Linked DNA regions of Zea mays: region 1 is linked to region 2. A link is a contact called in public Hi-C data. All regions are on one chromosome and are shown on one strand. Each heading gives the region's core, a stretch centred on a gene start, on an enhancer-like site or on the middle of the called end of the contact. The rest is flanking DNA. Distances are from core to core; before and after follow the strand shown.

Evidence for each region. A called contact is a pair of places that touch in the nucleus more often than the background predicts.
Region 1: a Hi-C map of leaf shows a contact between it and region 2, with 5 times the contacts expected there. The contact joins the enhancer-like site here to the promoter of LOC100192649 in region 2. A contact is called at or near these places in 3 of 25 Hi-C or Micro-C datasets (leaf and tassel).

The regions. Positions count from the first base shown.
Region 1 is chr1:225,209,351-225,215,427 of Zm-B73-REFERENCE-NAM-5.0, forward strand. LOC100281086 (phototropin-1) reads right to left here. Exons shown (of 22, transcript NM_001367345.1): 19 at 5,162-5,274; 20 at 4,841-4,981; 21 at 4,643-4,752; 22 at 3,600-3,876. The coding sequence ends at 4,654. Among protein-coding and RNA genes, the nearest start is that of LOC100281086, 33 kb to the right of the region's middle. Within about 2 kb of position 3,366, at least 2 of the 20 cell types and tissues checked have an H3K27ac peak or open chromatin away from gene starts, as enhancers often do. A contact at or near this core is called in leaf, where this site is marked.
Region 2 is chr1:225,110,956-225,117,187 of Zm-B73-REFERENCE-NAM-5.0, forward strand. LOC100192649 reads right to left here and starts at 1,267. Exons shown (of 7, transcript NM_001137861.1): 1 at 1,124-1,267; 2 at 172-240; 3 at 17-78. The coding sequence starts at 238.

The DNA.
Region 1 (6,077 bases), core at 2,116-4,615, 100 kb after region 2:
AAGATGTTTCATGAAGTTTGAGCCATAGCAAATCAAAACTCCAAGCGCATATTCAAAATCTCAGTTGTGATTGGGGTTTTGTTAGGGTTTTCTCAAACAAACTCAAACCGAGGAAGAACGAAACTTGCCCATGATTTGCTCATACCTAAGACTCAAAATGACCTATGGATGGTCTTCCAATAGTAGGTGTCCCCAAAGCAATCCCCAAACTTAAGCAATCAAAGTTCCTCGCTAGAATCGAAAGAGGTGGAAGGAAATCGAGTCAGAGACAAGATCAAATCAAAACTATAGTGAGGCACAAATTAAGACAAAGATTCGAATTGGCCCTATGGATGGATCCGGACACCCTTCCTTTGAATAGAGCAGTAAAGATTACAAACATAGACGCTAGTTCAAAACATCTGTGGATCTCGGCTACACTAGGGGATGGAGCTAGAGTTTCTACGTGCTAAATGAAACTAGCCTAATGAGATAGCCAAAAGAGATGCTGAAACAATCAGCCCACCCTTATATTATAGAGGGTTAATACTACTTCCTAAACTACCCCTAGATACATAGAGCTTATCCACTTAGCCGAGGGCGAAATGGACCAACTCCTGAAGTTTTTATCTGACAGCCACATGGTCCACACAAAGTTGCTTCGCCTCGACGCACCCTCCGTGATGACACCACATGCGGCCTTCGATTCCTGTTGGAAATGCCACCGTCGAGTTTTGTGGCCAAACTCGGTCGAAAACACACCGTCCGTAACCCTAGGTGGTTTTTCGAGGATCAACCAACAAACCACCGTGAGTATCGCACCGCGTGCGCGTCCCCCACGTCCTAGACACGTGTCCCGCCAGCCCTAGACCACGCCGGCAACACCGCCCGCACCGCTGCATCCTCGCGCGAGTGCGTGTCCTAGGTGTCAGCCACCACGGCTAGTCACCCAGCGACTCTAGTCCCTCAGCCAAGTCCCAACGCTCGTCCTTCAACGTGTGTCCTAGGTGTCAGCCACCATGACCTTCACCTTTGTCATCGACCATAGTCCCTGTGTTCCACACCTGCACATCACAAGCCGACAAATATGGTTACACAACACATAACTCACGTCTCGGTTAGTCCATTACTCAACCCGAGACACTCCCTATTGATTATCACTTATCATCAACCCAAACCACAAGGGATAAATCAATCTTGTGTTCGCAAGCTCACCGAAATATCGCCACCGCTACAGTAATGTTGCAAGCGAATCTAGGGCTAGCAAGTCCCTAGGTAAAGGCAACACACCAATAGCTCCGAAGGTAAATCGAGCACGCGACCACCTAGCACCTCCTAGAAAGTCGTCTCCACGTCAAGAAAGAGTAAGCATGTGGGCAATATCTATCAACACTGGCTTCTATGGGTGTAATTGGATAGAATACAAACGGATATTACTGAAACCATATTTATTTTCATAATTTTATTCGGATTCGAATTTTAATACGATAGCATCGGATACAAATATAAATACGGATGTTTTAGGATGCAAATACGAATAATCATGTGTCGAATACAGAACTAGTCGGACACGAATAAGGTCTGTAATGGATTTTTATCGGATACCGTGTAAGACATCATTTCACACATATCACGGTTGTTGTAATCATTTAGCCACCCCTTGAGTCCAAACATTTATAGGATTATATGTGGACATATGTTGTGCCTCTACAAAATTTTATGAATTTTAGGCTATTTGTGTATTATTAATTTCTTTCTACAGAAAATCATCAAAATTTAATTAAAGTCATAAAATATTTTAGTGTCGACTGTAAATTGCAAATAAGTTACCAAGATTAATAAATATTCTATAAGAAGATAACCTCAAGTCCCAACATGAAAATGATAAAGCGAAGTGTTGATTATGCTAAAACTTAGATACTCTAAAGATTTCATGTGTAGCTCATGCAACAAGTAGAAGTTCAATTGAAGAAACATTGACATCTTGTATATTTTATGGTCCAAGCGTTTTTAGATTATATTTGGACATATGTAGCACCTCTGTAAAACTTCATGAATTTCTAAGGCTGTTTGTGTGTTATTAATTTATTTCTACAAAAAATCATAAAAACAATTTATTTCATAAAATATTCTAGTGTCGACCAAAAATATAAATAAGTTACCAAGATTAATAAACATTCTATAATAAGATAACCTCAAGTTCCCACATAAAAATGATAAAGTGAAGTATTGATTATGTTGGAACTTAAATACTTAGAGTAATTTCACATGTAACTCATACAACAAGTGGAAGTAAAAATGATGGTATATTATGGATTTTATGGTCCAAACACTTTTTAGTATTTTTTTTTGAAAAAACGCAGGAGAAGAAATAAGCCCAGGTCAAAGAGATCTGAAACAGAGTACAAGGCCCTTAGGGAGGCCAAAAACACAGGAAACTGAAAAAATCCATCAAACTCACCCAACAACTCCATAGTCTTCAGGAATTAGGGCAGCAAGGTATGAAAGACCTTTAGCCCCAGTCATTTCCCAAGACTGCCTCTCCTCCCTAGCTAACCTAAGGGACAAATCTAAACTAGGAGTACAACCATCAAAAACACAACTATTTTGAAGCTTCCACATTGTCCATGCTCCCAAGGCCGCAAGCGAGTTGAGACCTTTTCCAGGAAGACCAGTGACCATCCCTGAGATTTGCTCCCACCAAGTCATGAAAGATGAATGATAAGCCTAGGTCAAAAAGACCTGAAACAGAGTACAAGGCCTTCTTAGGGAGGCCAAAAACATAGGAAACTGAAAAAATCCATCAAACTCACCCAGCAACTCCCTAGTCTTCAAGAATTAGGGCAGCAAGGTATGAAAGACCTTTAGCCCCGGCCATTTCCCAAGACTGCCTCTCCTCCCTAGCTAACCTAAGGGAAAAATCTAAACTAGGAGTACAACCATCAAAAACACAACTATTTCGAAGCCTCCACATTGTTCATGCTCCCAAGGCCGCAAGCGAGTTGAGACCTTTTCCAGAATATGTTGCGCCTCCATAAAATTTCATTAATTTCTAAGGCTATTTATGTATTATTGATTTTTTAGAAAATTATTAAAATGCATACAACTATCGAGTAGATATCCGAATATCCGAAATCTAGATATCTGAAATCCGACGGATATCAGGCATCTCATATCCATATCAATATCCGAACTATACTATGCGGATCTAAATTTGAAATCCAAATATGTTGTGGATACCCAAAAAATTGTCCGGTCACATAATTAACCTGTTCGAATGGTCGGATGCTTAAATAATATCCATACCATTTACGCCTCTAATGACTCCCTAACTTAGGGTGGTGACCATGTGGCCCGACAACCTTGGATCTTACGCGCCCAAAAAGTGAGATGGGTGACCATGTGTTGCTGACTTTAGTGTTCGACAGAAAGCAATTTTTGTGGGCTATATTAGACCAACATAAATCAGCTAATTTTTGTGAGCCATACGAAACGGAAATTAGCTAATTTCAATCGGTAGCCCGTGAATATTAGCTAATTATCATCGTTTAATTTGCAAAAGCCAAATATCGATAAAAATTAACTATATTTTTGTGGGCAAAGCCTAATTTGCGTAGACCTTTGACCAACGGAAATTAGTAAGATTTTTATTATATATGCCAAAGAAAGTGTACATTTACAAGAACTTTATCCTGTTGATGGATTATTCACTTAACCTAACCAAAAGAATGACTTACAACGACCTCTTGTGCAATTCAGGCTGGAAATCTTGCATGCCTATAAACCTCTTTTATTACTATGTACATGCTCAGCAACGTTATTTCCACTCGGTAATATAAAATCTCTTCAGGCTGAAAGTCATGCACGGGGTCGGGAGGGGGGATCGTACAACCTGCCCTGCAAAATGTAACATGGCAAACCTTAGTAAAAATAATACTCTGCTTGACTTACTTTTACAGTTTCTTAGGCTGACTGCCATCTTTTATAATTTCATTCAACCTTTTAAAATTCTATTACTAATAGTAAGGTAAGGCACTCTATGGTAGGCATAAGCACCAACCTGTATTCAAGAGTTTCTTGAAAACAAATGTAATCATGTTCCTGAGAAATCTATAAAGCACCACCCTTTCTTACAGAAAAAGACAAAAGGTATCAATGGGTGATACAGGTTTAAGGCCATGTTTGTTTTTCTCCTAGATTTTATAAGCTAGATTATGGTGGAAGGGTAAGAGAGTAAAATATCACTTTGAGATTATAAATAAGCTAAAATAAACTACCTAATGCTAGCTTTTTTTTTTTGTTACAAAGTGATATTTTACCCTTCTACACTTTCACTATAATTCAACTTATATAATATAGGAGGGAAACAAACACACCCTAAACATGGAGCTATCTGAAGCCATTATTCTTTTCCCTGGTCGGACAATTTTTTGTACCATATGTGTACTTACATACTCATATTCACGTGCTTGATTGCTTTTACAATCTTGTGTCATTGTGTGTACATAACATAATGTTTAGTGACTTTCGATCAGCACAAAAGTAATTGAAGAATTTGATCGTATGAAGTATTTGCTCATCTTTTGTTTCGATAAAAAATGGTAGTATATAATAGCAGATTCAAATCACACAACAAGTTCTTCAATAAAATGCTGAGGGTCACCTTAAAATGTCTCAATAATCTGAACATGAGTATATATCCTCCTCAGGCTTCACTTTTTGTTCAGGTTCCTTCCGAGTTAGTTTCAGTGGAACATCAAGCTCTGGGGGCTCCTGCACATGCAAAGTTATGTTCTTTATTAGTGATGTGCCAAGCAATTACTACCCAAGATATTCTTCAAAGGCTCAATTTCCAGATCACCATGCAACGGATGAGTGGCCAGTGTATATCTTCAAAAAAGGGATGTTGCTTGATATCGTTTGCAGCAGCACTTGAACCAAGTCGAGAAGAGGGATCTCTCTGTAGCAATCCATGGATTAATTGCTTAGCCGCAGGACTAACCTGGAGTAAACATTTGTTAATAGGTGAACAGAATAAACAACGTTGTATGTGGTACAAAACATTGTAGATAGTTTCAAAACTTATTTCTATACCATCAAATGTTAACTGCACAAACACAGGCAAATTTGACCAGATTTACATGCAATTGTAGGTAACAAAAATAAGGATGAAATTTCTTACCGGAATGCTACTTGGAAATGTAAGGTCTTTGTGCAGGATATTATGAAATGTCCTTTTCCTGTTCTTTCCTCGAAAAGGTGTACGTCCATACAACATTTCATACAAGAGAATTCCTATATCATGGGGAAGAAGGGTGTGAGAACCTCAAAGACAGTATCAACCTGGAATGCTATATAAGATCTCTTGACAAGGAATTCGCAATTGGGATTACTTGATATAGATCTCTTTACTTGCACATTCCTATTGCGGAACTATATAGATTACAAGGATCAAGCTAAATTGAAGTTAGCATATATATTTATACCTTAGAACTAACTAACTTGATGTACATATTATGTTCCCTAGACTTGTATTATGGTGGCCACCATTGTTTTCAAGTCGGACGACTTGCTGGTCGTTTTGGCTGACCGACTAAGGCGATTAGTCGGATGACTAGGGTGATTAATCGTGATTGGTCCAAACCGACTTGTATGATTAATCGCGATTAATCGGATGACTTAAAAACAGTGGTGGCCACACATGCTGTAATCCTCGGTTCTTTCATCTGAGACTGATTTTTTCTCTCGAACTCGCAAGAGACATGCACATCATTTCATTAAGAAGAGAGGGAAAAAAGATCGAAAACGGATTAGTATAGGGAGACACAAAAAAACCCCATTACGGTGGCCGAAAACAGAGAAACAAAAAGACATCCATAAGGAAGGAAAAAGCTAGGAACTACTCTGATCTAAAGACCTAGGATTGGGGCTGTTAGGAGATCTAAGTTTGTAGCCCCTCCTAACACCCACAGATCTCTCTCTTCCTTGGTCCTCTGGATGGCTATATTTAGACAGGGAGAAAGACCGTCAAAGACACAGGCATTTTGATTTTAACTATATAACACAACTATGTCGATACTAGTTCATTTCTACCATTT
Region 2 (6,232 bases), core at 17-2,516:
GAGATAATATGTTTACCGGCTGCCTCGGGGGTTTCTTGCCTCCAGGATTCTTTTTCTTTGACATTTTAATTATATCCTCTGAGTAAACACAGAAACAATACATGAGTTAAATCAACAATAAAATATCAATTAGCATCCTATTAAACCAAAAAAATTGGTCAAATAGCATACCCAAAGCCATGTCCATCTTTTTCTCTGTATAAGCAATTGCTTCAGCTGTGAGGGGCGGTGATTCCATCTCTATATGAATAGATAGTATAATTAGAGTAAGAAGAAAACCCTATTCTTTGCAGAAACTACAAAGATAGCAGTAAATTCAAGCTTGCAAGAAGCTAAATGAAGTATATAAAGCCCCAACTTGAGGACGGAGGACCACTAAATTCAAGCTTGCAAGATGTTAAATAAAGTATGTTAAGCCCCAGACAGATAAGACAAAGAAATCTACTACTTCCAACTAAAAAGTTGCAAAAGGACAACATTACACTGTTTTATGAGCAAAAATAGCTACAGTAATTATATGTACCAATACAACCATGACCTGAAGGAAACAGGCTGGAATCCATTATGTCCAAATCTAAACAACTATGCTCAGAAAAAAAGACTAATGCAGTTTGGGAGCAAACCAAACTAACCTAATTATAACAACAGCAAAACCACACGCAACCTAGCTTCTAGTTACTCGTTGCCCGCTTGATAGTTCTTTAGCCTAAAAATAGCCCCTTCTTGCCATAAACAACATTAGGTGGCACCAACGAGTTTGCATGACAAAACACGCTTGCTAAGACTGAAGAACTAATATGTGATTCAAACAATGAGATATACAGGCATAGTTATTCATTCTACACCTGCTGCCAACGCAACTTAAGATTGAATAAACAATCACAAAATATCAAAAGAAACAAGTTGATTCACACAAAAAAAAACCCGCAGGTGTCTTGCTCTGGAAGAGCCAAGATATCCCTATTAGATCAACAATCAGTAATGACACAGAGAACCAGACGAAACAGGAGGAACCTGTCCTGTAAAATTACACCATCCGAGGAAGGTAATCATCATGCCAAAACCAAGGCACAGAGATTTGACTACGAGAAAACACCACCAACGCCAACAGCGCGAAACGCACCAGTTCCACCTTTCACAATCGATTCCCCTGTCTCCGCGACCCTAGACCGAAAGCAGACACGCAATAGATTGCAAGGACCAAGCGGGTAGGCGCCGTCGAGGGCTCGTCAACTCGAGAAAGGGAGAGAGACGTACGGGAAGGAAGACTTACCGGATCCAAGCCGTGTCGAACGGAGGGAGACTAAGAGGGATGACGCAGAGCGGCCGCAAGGCTCGGCGGAGGGCGGCTCGGCCGGGGACTAGGGTTCGATGGTCAGCCCCGCTTGCGCGTTGCCGGGCCTGATGGCGCCGGCTGGATGTATTATTGGGGTGGGAGGGATGAGGTTGGAGATGGACTCGAGAAGGGGAGTTATGACATTACGGAAGGCCGTGGCTGCGGGCCGCGTCGCGGCCGGTGAGGTTTGGATTTGGATTCTCTACCTAAAAGCACCTTATAAATCCTAGCTAAATACTACTTCCTTTCTTAAATAAATGATGTCGTTGACGTTTTTTAAAGTTTTAACCACTCGTTATATATTAAAAACGGAGATAGTATAAAATATTGAGGGCTCTAAAAAATATAGATAAATTTCTAGTGAGAGAATATATATAACAAACTCTTCAAATACAGATAATGACATGTAAAATCTCAACAACCCACAACACATATGATTCTATTTTCGGTCCATGAAATTTTATTCGTAGTATCCAACGCAAGTGGCGCAGAATCAACATCTGCATTGTCTACATGTGTCATGAGAGTCGGCGGAGAATGGCAAAAGTTAAAACATTACAGATCTACATCACATACAGTATCATAATAAAACCTGGTACCAGAAAAAAAAACAGATAGCAAAGAAAGCACCATCTATCACATCATGACACAAAGAAAGAGAAAGCATATAGTAGAGTTGAAGCGTCCCCAATCCTCTGGGACTCAAATGTGATACAATTACTAGTCTCAGAAGGCTAGTAAACACATTTATACATCAGATGGTTACAGATCTGCTTAAACGATACAAACCTATAAAGGTGGCGAACAACTTTAAGAGTTGATCCACAACTCAGGACATATCATCAGAGTGGGGCTGAAGCAGCCCGATATACGCAGTGAAGCAAATCAGCGGTCCAACAGCCACAGGCAAGGTTAGGAACAGGCGTAACTCTTACCCGATCTCCTTTTTCTGAAAAAAAATAAATAAGCAAGGGTGAGTACAAACATACTCAGCAGCCCACCTTCACTCGCGGAATGGGGAAATCAGATATAATGCATGGAATATGTGGAGCTCAGGATATTTTGCAGAAACAGCAATATTTTATACAGGGTTGTTTTGAAAAACATTTTGTATTTTGCAAAGCGCATCCTCTCCAAAAGGAGCAGGAAGTTTTTCAGTATTATAACAAAATCCCCTGGACTAAACCATCCAGGTATCTCAGCAGTTTCCCACTGGTTTTCCTTTTCAAAAACAGCCACTGGACTTCCCGTCCACCATAGCTCACGGCTCAACCGCCGGACCTTTTAAAAACCATTTATCTCAAACGCACCTTTTTTCGAAAACAAAACATTAATTGTCATACCATACCAGACTCGTCCATTCCTGTGGACACGGACTATTCGAATAGGTTTTCAAACTCTACGCAGAGGTGTACACTTTACCCACTAGTCCGGCTCTGTGATCTCATAGCTAGTGAGACCCGAATCCGAATCTCTTTCTTTTCTCGCACGTCCTAACCTTAACGGTTATACCGGAAGGAGTCAGGCCACCGCCATGTCCAAACCGGACAAAACATTCCCCCTCCTTATCCTCCCGGTGCTCCCCAGCCTTCATAACCCTAGGGTTGGACCGTACGAGTTCAGATTGAGTGACTGCCCACACAGTCTCGAGTGGTTGTACTTATCGTGAGTACAGGTAGTGAAAGATGACAAATCGGTCCTTATATGAGGGGACAATCCTTCTGCTCACGCCTAAACCAGCTGAGCCAACACCTTAGCCCTCTCCTAAACCAGGGAGTCCCTGATTATCCTACTCACAAGGTGATAAGGGTGAAAACCCTTCATCATACACATTTTGAAAAGCATTTTCTTTTGAAAACTCACACCTTTTCTCAAATCATTTGGAACATATATATCAGGGATTGATTGCGGCAAGCGGCTTGGGTGGCCATAATAACTTGTCTCAAAATCATATCATGCATAAAATAACAGGCTGAGGGTTGTGGTTGAAAATCATAGGTAATTTATGCATCAAAGGGATCCAGTGAGCTTGTCGTGCTTATTCGGCGAAGGGGGAAGGGGAGCTCGCGGAACTGGCTTCTAGCTCCACTGCCTGGCGTAGACTTGCAGATCTGGCCTCCACGAGACAGTACGAACGCTCCGATAACTATGCAACATGAACAAGCAAACATACAAACAAGCAAGTATACCAACAAATATTTAGTATAGTGGTCAGAATAGAGATATATGGATGGGTAGAGTCTTGAGTAGAATCTGTGTCATGTGGTGTTGAGATACTACTAGTGGTGGAGCGGAGGTGCTTACCAGGAGGGTGGACTGGAGGCGAAGCGACACTATGCGTGTAGCCGGTAGAGCGGAGTAACTGAGTGGGTGGGCGTTTGCCTTGGCTGATGGTGTTGAGTGTGTGTGGAGAGGGAGAGGGTAGCTGGGTGTATGTGGTGTAGCACAATGAAGTTCATTGTTGGTGAGAATAGTGACGAATGAATCGTCTGACTTAGTCTGAACAGAGAGATTATAGGCAGAATATGGGATAAGAGTATTTTAGGAGTTTTCTGGATTATGAACCATGCTTATGGGATGACATGGTTGGATAGGGAATAATTCGGTAAGAATTTAGAAACGAGAATTATTGGAATCTGAGTTTGGAAGCCTGGTTCGAAGGAATCTCAAGTTAAGCGTGCTCAACTTGGAGAAACCTAGGATGGGTGACCAGATGGGAAGTTCCCACTGTAAGGAAAATCACAGTCACCGGAGTTTGTATAACTGGAATATGGGTCTGGCTGGTCTTAGGTGGACTGGACAGCATGATGGATGAGTAGTTGAAATTTGGGGTGATCGGATGATCGATGAATAGTAACGGTGAAAAGTAACGGTAAAAAGTAACGGTAAATAGTAACGGTAAAAAGTAACTGTAAAAAGTAACGGTAAATAGTACCGGTAAAAAGTACCGGTAAAAAGTAACGGTAAATAGTAACGGTAAAAAGTAACAGTAAATAGTAACGGTAAAAAGTAACGGTAAAAAGTAACGGTAAAAAGTAACGGTGAATAGTAACGGTAAAAAGTAACGATAAAATGTAACGGTAAATAGTAACGGTAAATAGTAACGGTAAAAGTAACGGTAAATAGTAACGGTAAATAGTGATGGTGAATAGTTCGTATGAACGAACGATGAACGATGGATAGGAACTATGAACGAACGATGAACGATCGAATGATCGAACGAACGAACGATCGGAATTTCGGCAGCATAACGGCAGGAAAAAGATTATTTGGACGAACGAACGGACGAACGATCGAACGATCGGACGAACGGACGAACGAACCATGAACGATCGGACGAACGATCAAACGATCAGACGAACGAATGATCGGAATTTCGGCAGCATAACGGCAGGAAAAAGATTATTTGGACGAACGAACGAACGAAAGATCGAACGATCGGACGAACGAACCATGAACGATCGGACGAACGATCGAACGATCGGATGAACGAACGAACAAACTGAGAACAGGGGGACGAACGATCGAAGAACGACCGAACGATCCTTGTGCTAGTGTGTGCTTGTGTGGAACATGGAGTGGGTGTGGGGGGGGAGAGAGTTGCCATGAGATGGCTTGGGGTGGGATGAGAGGAGGCCCTTGCCCCTCTATTTATAGTCATGGTGGGGGGATTAGGGGGAGGGATGAGAGGATTAGTGGGAGGATGAGAGGATTAGTGGGAGATTAGCATGGATTTGTCTTATATGAGTGTAATTAGCTTGTAGAGCTCACCGTATGACACTGGAGGCATACGTATACGTATGAGCATGAGGAAAGTTATGAAGAAAATATTTGTAGGGACTTCAAAAATGATTCTGAAGGTATTTCTCAGGAAGAAAATACTTGGAGATATATCAGTGCAATATTTGGGCAGTATTTCTGAAAGAGTTTGAGGGTGATCACTGGGGAAATATTTGTAGTATATTTTGAGGAGGATTTTAGAGAGAATATAGACCACTATATTTTACTTGTTGATATCAACTTGCAAACAAACATTTTGAAACAAAATTTGAAATTCATTTTGAATTTAGGGCGAGTTTGAGAAAATTTCAGGATTTGAATTTTTGGGATGCTACAAATCTACCCCACTTAAAAGGAATCTCGTCCTCGAGATTCGGCTTAGAAGGGTTATGGGTATAGCTTTACTTCAGCTACATATCTTCATTTTGCAGACTCTTCGAGGAGATGGAACTTCAACAAAATCTGGTCTTTCAGGAGCATCTGGTTGCCGATTGGTAACGCTGATTCTGGCTACTCAAAGATCATCTTCAGGCTTCTAGCTTTCGCTTGGCAGCTAGCTTATTGAAGAAGCAACGATGCCAACGCGCAAACCTTCCTCTTGCGAACTCCCACATGGATTCCTTCCTTGATTAGTCTTCTGGTGCTTCATCAACAAAACTTGGGTGACCACTTCTCATCTAGAAGCTTATATGCTTTGATGATCTGGTCCTCCACAAGCTTGCTACAGGCCTTCTTCTTTTTCTCCAAAGCAGGAACTTTACTGGAACACTACCCCACTTAAAAAGAATGAGGGTAGAACTCTTGAATCTTGGGGATTTGAACTCCTTGAAGTACCTCATAACAAGGGTGTTACGGGGCCTTCTTCTGTTGTTGCTGCTTGACCAGGCTGCAGAGAGATGACTGTCACAGGGTTGATTCTGGGAGAACCTTCTTCTTATCTTCTCTTCACTATCTTCTTTTCACTGACCTTTTCTTTCTCTTTGCTCTTCCCACTGGAGGATTCTATCAAAGAGTATTACCATCATACAGAGGAGGAAACCGAAGATGTTGAACCATGTACAACAGTCTTCAACCCAAGAATCACCAAGCATTGTGATCTTAGGGGCGAGGGAGTGG